3 separate regions of the Mus musculus genome follow, and regions 1 and 3 are each linked to region 2. The links are chromatin contacts, called in public ChIA-PET maps. All regions are on one chromosome and are shown on one strand. Each heading gives the region's core, a stretch centred on a gene start, on an enhancer-like site or on the middle of the called end of the contact. The rest is flanking DNA. Distances are from core to core; before and after follow the strand shown. Region 1 holds the start of Sim2 (single-minded family bHLH transcription factor 2). Region 2 overlaps Hlcs (holocarboxylase synthetase (biotin- [propriony-Coenzyme A-carboxylase (ATP-hydrolysing)] ligase)). Region 3 overlaps Gm31175 (a long non-coding RNA gene).

Evidence for each region. ChIA-PET counts read pairs in DNA pulled down with a chosen protein or histone mark.
Region 1: an RNA polymerase II ChIA-PET map of memory CD8 T cells shows a contact between it and region 2, with 65 read pairs. The contact joins the promoter of Sim2 here to the enhancer-like site in region 2. A contact is called at or near these places in 3 of 39 promoter capture datasets (cranial neural crest, frontonasal cranial neural crest and maxillary cranial neural crest), 1 of 484 Hi-C or Micro-C datasets (cranial neural crest), 6 of 115 datasets of contacts at active chromatin or transcription factors (embryonic midbrain, embryonic stem cells, forebrain and 3 more) and 3 of 9 other capture datasets (adipose tissue, liver and pancreatic islet).
Region 3: a contact with region 2 is called in an RNA polymerase II ChIA-PET map of memory CD8 T cells, with 27 read pairs. The contact joins two enhancer-like sites. A contact is called at or near these places in 1 of 484 Hi-C or Micro-C datasets (nephron progenitors), 1 of 115 datasets of contacts at active chromatin or transcription factors (memory CD8 T cells) and 3 of 9 other capture datasets (adipose tissue, liver and pancreatic islet).

Annotation. Positions count from the first base shown.
Region 1 is chr16:94,083,458-94,086,807 of GRCm38.p6, reverse strand. It overlaps Sim2 (single-minded family bHLH transcription factor 2), which reads right to left and starts at 1,548. Exons shown (of 11, transcript NM_011377.2): 1 at 818-1,548. The coding sequence starts at 992. Gm31175 (a long non-coding RNA gene) reads left to right here and starts at 1,664. Exons shown (of 6, transcript XR_876272.2): 1 at 1,664-1,784.
Region 2 is chr16:94,183,602-94,187,053 of GRCm38.p6, reverse strand. The region is part of intron 6 of Hlcs (holocarboxylase synthetase (biotin- [propriony-Coenzyme A-carboxylase (ATP-hydrolysing)] ligase)); the gene reads left to right. Among named protein-coding and RNA genes, the nearest start is that of Sim2, 100 kb to the right of the region's middle. Within about 2 kb of position 1,478, at least 57 of the 459 cell types and tissues checked have an H3K27ac peak or open chromatin away from gene starts, as enhancers often do. A contact at or near this core is called in memory CD8 T cells, where this site is marked.
Region 3 is chr16:94,064,333-94,067,726 of GRCm38.p6, reverse strand. The region is part of intron 1 of Gm31175 (a long non-coding RNA gene); the gene reads left to right. Among named protein-coding and RNA genes, the nearest start is that of Gm31175, 19 kb to the left of the region's middle. Within about 2 kb of position 1,281, at least 58 of the 459 cell types and tissues checked have an H3K27ac peak or open chromatin away from gene starts, as enhancers often do. A contact at or near this core is called in memory CD8 T cells, where this site is marked.

The sequences.
Region 1 (3,350 bases), core at 299-2,798, 100 kb after region 2:
AAGGGAGGCAAGTTGGGGAAAACGATATAGGAGTCTCTCACTCGAATCTGCTCACAAACTCTCGGAGCCTCAGCGTTGGCCTGCGGTGCGCGGGCCTTCCTGTGCATTCAGCAGCTCAGAGAGGATAGAGCAGCGAGTCCTTGTCCACCAGCAGAAAAAGAGAGAAATGGAGGAGGGGGGAGCAAAAGCAGAGGCGAGAGAGAAGTAAGGAGAAGGGAAAAAATTATAATGGAGAGAGAGCAGGAGGAGGAGGAGAAGAAAGAAGAAGAAGAAGAAGAAGAAGGAGAAGGAGAAGGAGAAGGAGAAGGAGAAGGAGAAGGAGAAGAAGAAGAAGAAGAAGAAGAAGAAGAAGAAGAAGAAGAAGAAGGAGAGATAGAGAGAGAGAAAGAAAGAGAAAGAGGGAGAGAGAGAGAGAGAGAGAGAGAGAGAGAGAGAGAGAGAGAGAGAGAGAGAAGACCAGCATGGACTGGTATGGAAGGAAGGAAAGAAAGAGAAGCCAGTGAAAGGAGAGGAGGAGAGGGCCAGGAAAGAAAGGAAAGGGGGAAAGAACAACCGGAACGAACTAGCCTGCCTGTGTCAGCTTGGCAAACACTAACCCAGGAATAACGCTTGGTTTTCCCGACTCTGCCCAGAGCTTATACGTGATTGGATTGTCCCTCAGCCTTAGCTTAGGCCTGGGCCGAAGCCCCGGCGCGGCCTCCCCAGACGCGGCCACGGTAGCCAGGAGGCCGCGCGGGCTTCTCCGCGCACGGAAGCCTCCTTTCTGCAGCCGGCCGCTCAGCTCCCCCGCGCCTCGGACGCCCACCTGCAGCCTCACCTTCCGGGAAGACCGCGCGCATCTTCAGGTAGCTGGTGGTGAGTCGGATGATGGACGCTTTGTCCAGCTGCGAGGTGATGGCCGAAGGCAGCGGGAGCAGCTTGGCCAGCTCGTAAAACTCGCCATTTTCCTTCTCCCTCCTGGTTTTGGCCGCATTTTTGGACTTCTCCTTCATCGCGCCTCGGCTCTGGGCATATTAGACCTCGCTGCGCTCCAGGCCCGCGGAGTCCCGCTTGGGCTGCGGCAGCCGGAATGGGGACAGGGACGCCAGGGGTCAGGTGAGTCGGGGTGCCGGGCTCGGGCAGGTGCGGGAGACCGGCCTGGAGCACCCAACGTCTTCTGCAAGGCGCCAGCCCTGAGTCCGTCGCAAACCAGCTGCGCAGCCCCCCTCTCTGTCTGAGGCTGGAGGCTGGACCGTCCCGTGTGGACCTGATCCCAGCTCGCTCTTCCTTCTGGTCTCCAGTATCTCCCGCCTCGACCTTCCTGGGGCTGTGGTTGGCGGGCGAGCAGGCGCCGACCCTGTTTAGTCCTTAAAGGAGGGCTTGTACCCGCTGCCGCGAGGGCCCTCGGAAGGCAAGGGCGGCAGCGGCGGCGGCCGCCGCGGAGCCATGGGGCGGGAGCGGAGCGAGGTGGCAGTGGCCAGTGCCAAGCCTGAGCTCGGTGCGCTTTCCTGCCCTCCCCGGCGGTTCCGGCTTCCTTAGTCCGGTCGTCCGGAGCCCGCGATCGGTGGCGGGGCGCAGTTGCTCCGCGGTCCACGTGTGACCGAGCTGCGTTTGTTTATGGCAGACCCGCCTTCGGGCGGAGACTGGGCTGCGCGGGACCGCGGGAGGGGGGAGGGGAGGGGCCGTGGCGGGGGCGGTGAGCCTCGCCTCCGACCCCCGCCGCGGCCCGTGAGTCGCCGGCGCGCCTCCGCGTCGCCACCTCCAGGGACTGTCCCCACGAGAGACCGGCGCGCTCCCGGGGTAAGGTAAGCCGTGGTGAGTGCACGAGAAGCGTCGCGCCTACCCGCTCCGAGGTTGAGTGTCAGGGCCTGGGATCGAGGATGAGCGGCCGACGCGGTAAAGAAGGAAGGAGGGAGGGCTGCAGTGCTGGTTTCCACGGAGGCTCCGGGCAGGTCACCCGCGGGCGCGGCCCAGAAAAGGCGGCGCTAACAGCTGGCTAAGTGCCCGGCGACGGGGTGGCAATCCTGGTCTCACACTTGCACCTTCCTTGGGTGGCCGATCCGCGAGTCTAAAGGGGTGGCCCGAGGAAAAATTACTCCTTTCCCCTCCACTCATCCACACGCACGCGTGCACGACGCCTTCCAGGAGAGAGAGAGAGAGAGAGGGAGAGAGAGAGAGAGAGAGAGAGAGAGAGAGAGAGAGAGAGAGAGAGAGAGAGAACACGGGGTGGGCCAGAGGGCACGCGGGAGCGCTGAACCCAAGGGGCGCTAGCGGCAACAGGGCAATCGACTTTGGGCCAAAGCTTCAGGTCGACAATAATAGAGCCTTGGTAACCGGGAACGCTGATGCGACCCTCAGAAGTGGAGCAGAGGTAGCTGGCGAAGGGAGATTCAGTCACTGAGTGCAAGCATTCTCCCACTGCGCCACACTAGGTTAAATAATCTTGTGTCTTCCCTGCTGCTGAGGCCCGGATAGATGCCGGCACTACAGTCCCCTCGGGCGCTCAGGCGGTCGCGGTCGCCCGAACCCATCCACACTCCTCTTTGGAGCCTAAATCTTCCGACGCGGGTCAGATGCCATTTCCCAGGCGTCTTGGATCCCAGACAGAGACGCAGAGAGGTCTCAGCGCAGTTCTTTTTGTCGTCGTGGACCCCGTGGCTCGCTTGGTGGCTGTAAAGTTATAGGATGCAGAGAGTCTGACCTTGGAAACCCAGTGCCCGACACGGGATTTCCATATCCTGGCCACTGCTCCATTCCTCTCCCTCCAGTCCTCTTCCAAGCCCGAGAAAAGCTTGCAGGCCGACCAGCTCCTGGTCCTGCAGACTTCCCCACCCGCGCCGGGGGAGCTGGGCCTCCTAACCACTCGCGTGAAGCAGATTCTTCTGTCTTTTCTGGGTCCCCATTTGAAAACCCGAAGTTCGAAGGCCTTCGAGGAGTTGTAGACTGTCGTGGGGCTTCGGGCGGTTCACAAACCCCGGCCCTTCGCGCCTTAATTAAAAAAAAAAAAAAAAAAAAAAAACAAAACGGAAAAAACCGGTGCGCCAGGTGGCGTGAAGTCGCACCAGGCGGGAGCACGGAGGTGCTCACGCTTCGCGCTTGAGTTTGGAGCTCAAGTTTGGAGTTTGCTTTGAGTTTGGAGCTGGGTTCTGCGCTTGCAGGATTTTCTGGGTCCTGCAGTAGTACGGTGCACGTGTACGGAGCACGTTTGCCGGTGGTGCGGGTACCCAATGCCCAGACCTGCAGCCCTTGTCGGGAGTTCGGTGGGGCACTGTGCCTTTAGCCGCTCCGGGCAAGTAAGGGCTGCGGAGCCACCCTGCTACGGCGGACCCACTCTGGCGCCGCTTCGCAGACCTCCGAGGAATGAGCCCTGC
Region 2 (3,452 bases), core at 229-2,728:
CTCTCTCGCTCTCTCTCCTCTCTCTGTCTTTGTCTCTCTCTCTCTCCTGTCTCTCCTGTCTCTCCTGTCTGTCTGTCTGTCTGTCTATCTCTCTCTCTTTCTCTACTGTCTGTCTGTCTGTCTGTCTGTCTGTCTCTCTCACCGTTGGGTGTGCACGTTTGGAGAGGAGTTGCTTCTTCTCCAAACAGACTCAGTCATAAGCTCCGGCCCTTCCCATCCGTCCTGTCAGCAGATGTCCTTGTTGCCTCTTGTCCTCTTGGCTCTGCCGTGCAGCCTGCGACCTTCCTTCAAGCACCTCTGTAACCCACCCCAGCCTTCTCTTGTTCCTCACTCCTCTGTGCTCAGGGCCGTCCAACCCTGGAATCCCAGTGTCTCCATCCTGCCCTTGGTCTTTCCTGAGTAAGCTCCAAACTTACTAGGAGGCAATGTGACAAACCCGCTTCCTTCCATGGCTGATTCACCGTGTGCAGGCGAGCTTTCTCACTGGTAAAAGGGGAGTGGTGATGCCGTATCTGTCACTCGTGGTGAGTGGACTGGTTCAGAACATGAACCGTCTGTTGATACGGCCACTCTAGAAAACGCTACAGGACATTAACGTTCATTGTGAGTTGGAAGTCAGCTCAGAAAGACCCCTTGTGGGCCCAGTAGTTAGGACAATCTCAGAAGAGTGGGATTTAATACAGGTGCCTGGGGATTTGGGAGGTCAGTGACCGGTGCTGACTCTATCATAGCCTCAGCAGCGGCCACTGCTCAGCAAGGAGACGTCCCCACTGGAACTGCTGGTCTCAAGACCTTCCCTTGCAGTTGAGACCCCACGACAGATCCCCACTGTGGCTGCACCTGCTCACAGCACCTAGGGAGCATGCGGCCAGGCCCTGGGCACTCTAGCTGCTCTGCGGTGCTGGGGACTGGACGTACAGAAGCCGAGCAGAACAGCAAGAGAGTCGCAGGAACGCACCTCCCGAGCCTCACCTGCAGGGCATCTGGGAATGCCCGTGTGCGTTTGTGCAGCATCGGAAAGCCAGGAAAACACCCCACAAGGAGTGTAGGAGACCTTAGGGTACCAGCACCCCTGATCTATTCCTGGGGTCATCTAAAAGAAGAAGGCTTTTCCTGAGAACAAACAGGATCAGTGGATGTGTTGTGGGCTGCTCCACTCGGCCTCCATGTCTCTCCACATCACTGGGTGCCTCCTTTCCTCCTTAGCCCCTCATCTCTGCTGCACAGCTCATCTCCAGAAATGCCCTACTGCCTCCCAGTGCCTCTGGAACCTTCGCTTTCATCCGCGGCCCGAATCCTGAGGTGCTTACCACTACCAGGCGCCACCGAGATAATCCATGGACGCTGGACCACATCCAAGCTCTGCCTGTGTTTTGAGAGCCCTTTCACACGGGCCCCGGAGATATATCAGTTCCTGTGCAGCGTCTTGCCTCTCAGAGGCGGCCTCCCTCCTTTCATCTCGTGCTCAGTGACTTCCTCTTCTGTGCTCTGCTCCATCCTCACCACACTGCCGTCATCATTGTCATCGTGGTCGCTGTGAAGGCTTAGTCCTCATCAGCCATCAGGTCACAGCTCCTGCCTCCCCTCCTTGGAGACAGAGTTGCTTACTTACACACCTTCCCGCTTACCTTCTAGTAGGCTATTTTGTTCTGGATTTTTAGTCATCTTGTAATAGGATTTATTTACTTGTCCCTTCGAAGTTAAAATTGATGGGTGGCGTAGACCTTTAGTATACGTAGGAAGAGAGAAAAGTCACTGGCCCACTGTAACGGAAAGAAGAGGAGATAACTAAGAAGACCTAACATCCCAAGGGACAGGGAAGGACAGCCATGCGACCATCAGAGAAGCTCCTCTTGTCGTGGGGGTGCCTCCGCCAGGCCTGTAAGAAAGAGAATGACCCAGAACAGGAGGAAGAGAGCCAACATCTCCTTCACTGTAAGCCTAAAAGATTATTTCACACAGTGCTTAAAAAAAATTTATGTAGGCTAGTCAGGAACTGTACCACAAAGCACACAGGTCGGAGCAAAGTCGTGGGCCGGATGGCTTTCTCCGTTTGTTGTTCTCACATTAAAATCGGTCCAGAGTGAAGCCAGGGCAATCCCCCTCATCTTTCTTTTCTTTTTAAAAGCCCACGTGGGCCTCTTATTCCTGGCATTAGGTGGAAGAGTCTCCTCCATCTCCAGATGTTTCTCCTCTGGTCTTTTGGGGAACGGTACCCCTCACTTTATGCCTTTCAGCTAGGGCTGCAGATGTTAGAGTTCCAGTTCCAACTGGATTGTATCCTTAGTAGTTCCTGGTTTGCTGTTTGCTGTCCAGAAACTACTGCATTACAGGTGTGATACCAAGTAGCTGAGAAGCAGTCAGGATCCATGGTTGTCCGGCAGGGCTAATCCTGCTTGTGGCTGGACAGGGTCCTCAGATTGGGAACAGCTTGGGGACTTCCTGGTAGAAGTGAGTCTACCTGGTGTATTGGAGTTGAGAAAGGAAGAAGGACGAACAGGGCACCTCTTACAAATCAAAACTGTGTATTGTGTGTGTGTTTGTGTGTGTACACGTGTGTGGGCACATGTGCATGACTGTGTGTGTGTGTACACGTGCATGTGTGTGAGCCCATGTGTGTGTCTGTGTGTGCATGTTCATGTGTGAATATGCACATGTGTGAGCAAATGTGTGTGTGTGTCTGTGTGGGTACATGCTCAAACTCATATACATAGACATTAGAACTAAACCAATCTCAACAATTGATTAACAAACAGCAATTATTTTTAGTATCAAACTAAAGGAATATACATTATTGTTTAGTTGATCAGTTTTGTTTGGGAGATGGGGATTAAGCCCAGAAACTTACTCATATGCAAAGGTTCCTCCCCTGAGCTACACCCCAAGAGCTTGAAACTTAGGTAGGGTGATTGTTTGAGTTTTATAATGGTCAGCTATTATAGGACTGTGGCTTTAAATGACTGAAACTTATTGTCCCTAAGCTGGAGGTACATTTGAAAGTCTAGAAGCACTGCCTGTCACACCTGCACCTCTATGTGATAACTGCAAAGTCACAAATGAAGTTACAAAGTAACCTGTTTCTAGTTTGATGACATTGCAGAGGCATAAATGAGGTTACGATGTAACATCCTGGGTGTTAGCACTCCAGGATCTTTATTTTTACTGCAGGGGGAAGGGAGGTCACAGTTCAACTGATAACTGTCTCAGAGCCAGTGAGCAAGCCCAAATCCCCAAACAAGTGGCACCCCAAAGTCCCTGTGGCTCGTGTACTGCAGTCCCTTGAATGGTCCCAAAACTGATTTCAGGTGTGTTCTCCCTTGTGTCGGACATCTGGGCTTCACACATTCCAGTGCACCCCTGGACTGTCCTGTTCAGCATTGGTGTGGGCCCCAGAACTTGCTAGTTTCTGCTCTAACGAGGACAGTCTAGGTTGGGGACTCACCCATCCCCCA
Region 3 (3,394 bases), core at 32-2,531, 120 kb after region 2:
TCAGTTCTACACCTTCAGCACCAAGAAACTGGAACTGTTTCCTGGGACTGATGGGAAGAAATGACTACAGACTGGAAGGCTTATAGCTAAGAGAAAGGACCTCCCTTGGATTCCTGAGGCTACCGAGGAAACCTGGGCTAAGCATCTCAGCAGGGCACAGCAGGCTCCCCCCCACCCCCAGTCCTTTTCATCTTTGACCCCAGGCAAGCCTTGGTCTCGGACTCCCTGTCACGTGATGCATGGCTCTTTGTCCTCACCCTTCTTACCACAACAGTTGCTGCTGCAGAGAACACCCCAGATCTAGGATGACTTCACCCCAAGATGTATTCACTAAAGATCATTTTTCTGACGTTCAGAGAAGATGTCTTTTGAGTTAGTCAGTCGGCTGGCTAACAAGGAGAATATTGAAAAGTGAGCCCAGATTCTCATCTCTCAGTGGTTTTCTGTTTGTTTTTCAACTTTGGGCAGGAAACCCACATAGGCTATGAAGTTCATATCTCTGAAGTTCCTTTTTCTTTTCATTCCAAGAATTTGTACCCCTCTGGGCTGCTCTGCTCTTCCCAAGTCCAAATGCAGTCCTCCCAGCCTCTTAGATGGATACGGCTGGCTCAGTACCCAGTGTCTCCAGCTTGAGCTTGATCTGGATAGTGTTCACAGGGAAGAGAGACTCTAGAGCCAGCTCGGCTTGCTTGTCTATAGCTTCTCTCCAGCAATAGATGTTATTTGGATTGTTCTCTGACGTTGGGCAAGCATCTTTGGCACTTTTCCAGCTTTTCTAGCTGTGTTAGTACACTTGTTCCGATTGGTCTTCACAGACAGACAGAGTCAGAAGAAGTCAGAGACGTCCGTCCTTCTTCTATTCTAAGCAGGAGTGTTCACAGGGACTCCCTCAGGTGTAGTATTTTGGAAACTTTAGATTTTAAGGGAGTGCTAGTTAGGTCCCATCCCCTCCCTTCTCACTGTGTTTGGAAAAGGAGGTTGTGTCTCTGTTGAAATGGTCACTTGGCAAAGGGATACAGCTGAGATGCAAAGGAAGAGAGGGCTTGTGAAACAGAGCAGTCAGCGCCACGCAGAACCTCCAGAACCGCCTTCAGGGTTTAGAGGCAGCGCAGACCAAAAGGGCGCCGTTGTCGTTAGTGCCTTCCGGCTGCCGAGATAAATCACCATGACCAAGGCAGTTTATAAAAGGAAAGGTTCATTTGGCTTCTTGTTCTAGAGAGTCCACCATGGTAGGGAGGCGTGGCCTGCGGGAGCAGGAAGCAGATGGAATGAACTGTAATGCTGAGCTTTTCAGACTCTCCGAGCCAAACTCCAGTGATGACGCACTTCCTCTCATAAGGCGGCACTGTCTAAAGTCTTCCCAAGCAGATCCACCACCAGCTGGAAACCAAGTGTTCAATACGTGAGCCTATGGGAGCATTTCTCGTTCAAACCACCACAGTCGAAGGACAACCGAAAGACTAGCTATTGGCTTGGTCAGCTGAGATGTGAGCACAGGGGCTTCCTTCCTACAGAGGGTGGGGCTTCCTTCCTACAGAGGGTGGGGCGTCCTACAGAGGGAGGAGCTTCCCACAGAGGGGCATTGAGCACAGGAGCTTCCTACAGGGGCAGTGAGCACTGGGGCTTCCTACAGAGGGGCAGTGTGCTACACCTTTACTTTGTACAGACCTCAGGCTCTCTGATGCTGGTGGCGTTACGAGCCGATTTTACAGATTGACAAAAGTGAAACCCAGGGAAGTTAATTAACCCTCCAGTCCGTTTCAAGGTACAGCCTTTAAAGAGTAGCCCAGGGTGATCTTGAACTTGCTGTGTGACCAAACAATGACCTTGATTTTTTTTTTTTTTAGACAGAGTTTCTCCATGTAGCTCTGGCTGTACTGGAACTGGCTCTGTAGACCAGGCTGGGATTAAAGGCATGCACTATCACACCAAGTGACCTTGAACATCTGCCCTGCCTCTACCTGCTGGGCGGGCTCCATGTTACTACTCCCTGTGCACATAGTGCTGGGAAGGAACCCCAGGCTTGTGTATGTTAGGAAGCCCCCTTTACCAGCTGAGCTTTGGTTAACTAGAACGAGCCTCCTAGGGCTGGAGAGCTGGCTCCGAGGTTAAGAGCACCTCTTCCAGAGGTCCTGAGTTCAATTCCCAGCAACCACATGGTGGCTCACAACCATCTGTAATGAGATCTGATGCCCTCTGCTGGAGTGTCTGAAGAAAGAGACAGTATACTCACATACATAAAATACATAAATCTCATTTTTGTTTTTGTAAAGAAAGGAGCTTCCTAGCTGAGATGACCTTGAACCCAGGTCTTTCTGCCTCTAGTTCCTGAGTGCTGGGTTTGCAGCTTTGGTAGTAGTAGATCCTCTCTAACATCCTAGGATGGGGCCTTTAATTCACTTAATATTCTAGTAAAGCCACATGAAAATTATAAAATTACATTTATTTATTTTATTGTTGTGTATGTGTGAGGATTTGCTCTGTATACATGTATGCTTGCATGAATTTATGTGGACCATTCAATTGCAGGAGCTGAGGAGACCAGACGACAGCATTGAGCAGGTGCCTTGGAACTGGAGTTGCAGACAGTTCCGAGCCACCATGTGAGTGCTGGAAACCAAGTCCAGGTCCCCTGTAAAAGAAACTGCTGTCTCTCAGCTCCCAAGGCCTCCTTCTTAACCAGCAAATGCAAACCGACGAGGGAGTGAACTCTGAGAACCCAATGGATCCTCATTGTGTACTTTCCGATGTAAAGAATCTTTAGAAAAGCATCCTTACCCTGATTCCCAGTTGTTCACACTCCTTCCCATCTGATAATTGACGCTCGTTAATTATTCGTTAGAGAACAAGCAGGAAAGTCCACACCCCGCTGGAGACACCACGCCCTGCTGGCCTACAAGTTCTTCCCTGTCCATCTCCTGAGAATAGAAATACTCTCTCACGTAACCTCAGAATGATTACGAAAATTAGGAAATTTATTGTTGGACACTACTATTATCCAACTCAGAATTTATATTCAAATTTCATCAATTTACAAAATAACATCGTTTGTAACTTATGCCCCGACCCAGGCTCCGATCCAGGATGATGCTGCGCCTTCAGCTGTCATGCCTCGTTAGATTCTTTATTCTGAAGTGGCTCCTTAGCCTTTCTGTCTGATGCTCCTCAAAATTAGTTCCAGGTGATGTGGAATTAGTGTGCCTGGACCCGGGCCTGGACACGGGCTCTCCTTGTGTCTGTCAAAGGGCGCAGGATTTTCTCTTACCTCGCTGCTATTCATTACCGTGAGAACACGCCCCACCCCACAGGCTCACATTCTGAATGTCTCCAGCTGGTGGCGCTCTTTTGGGAGGTTGCGGAAGCTGTAGGAGGTGGGGCCTTAGTGAAGGAAAGA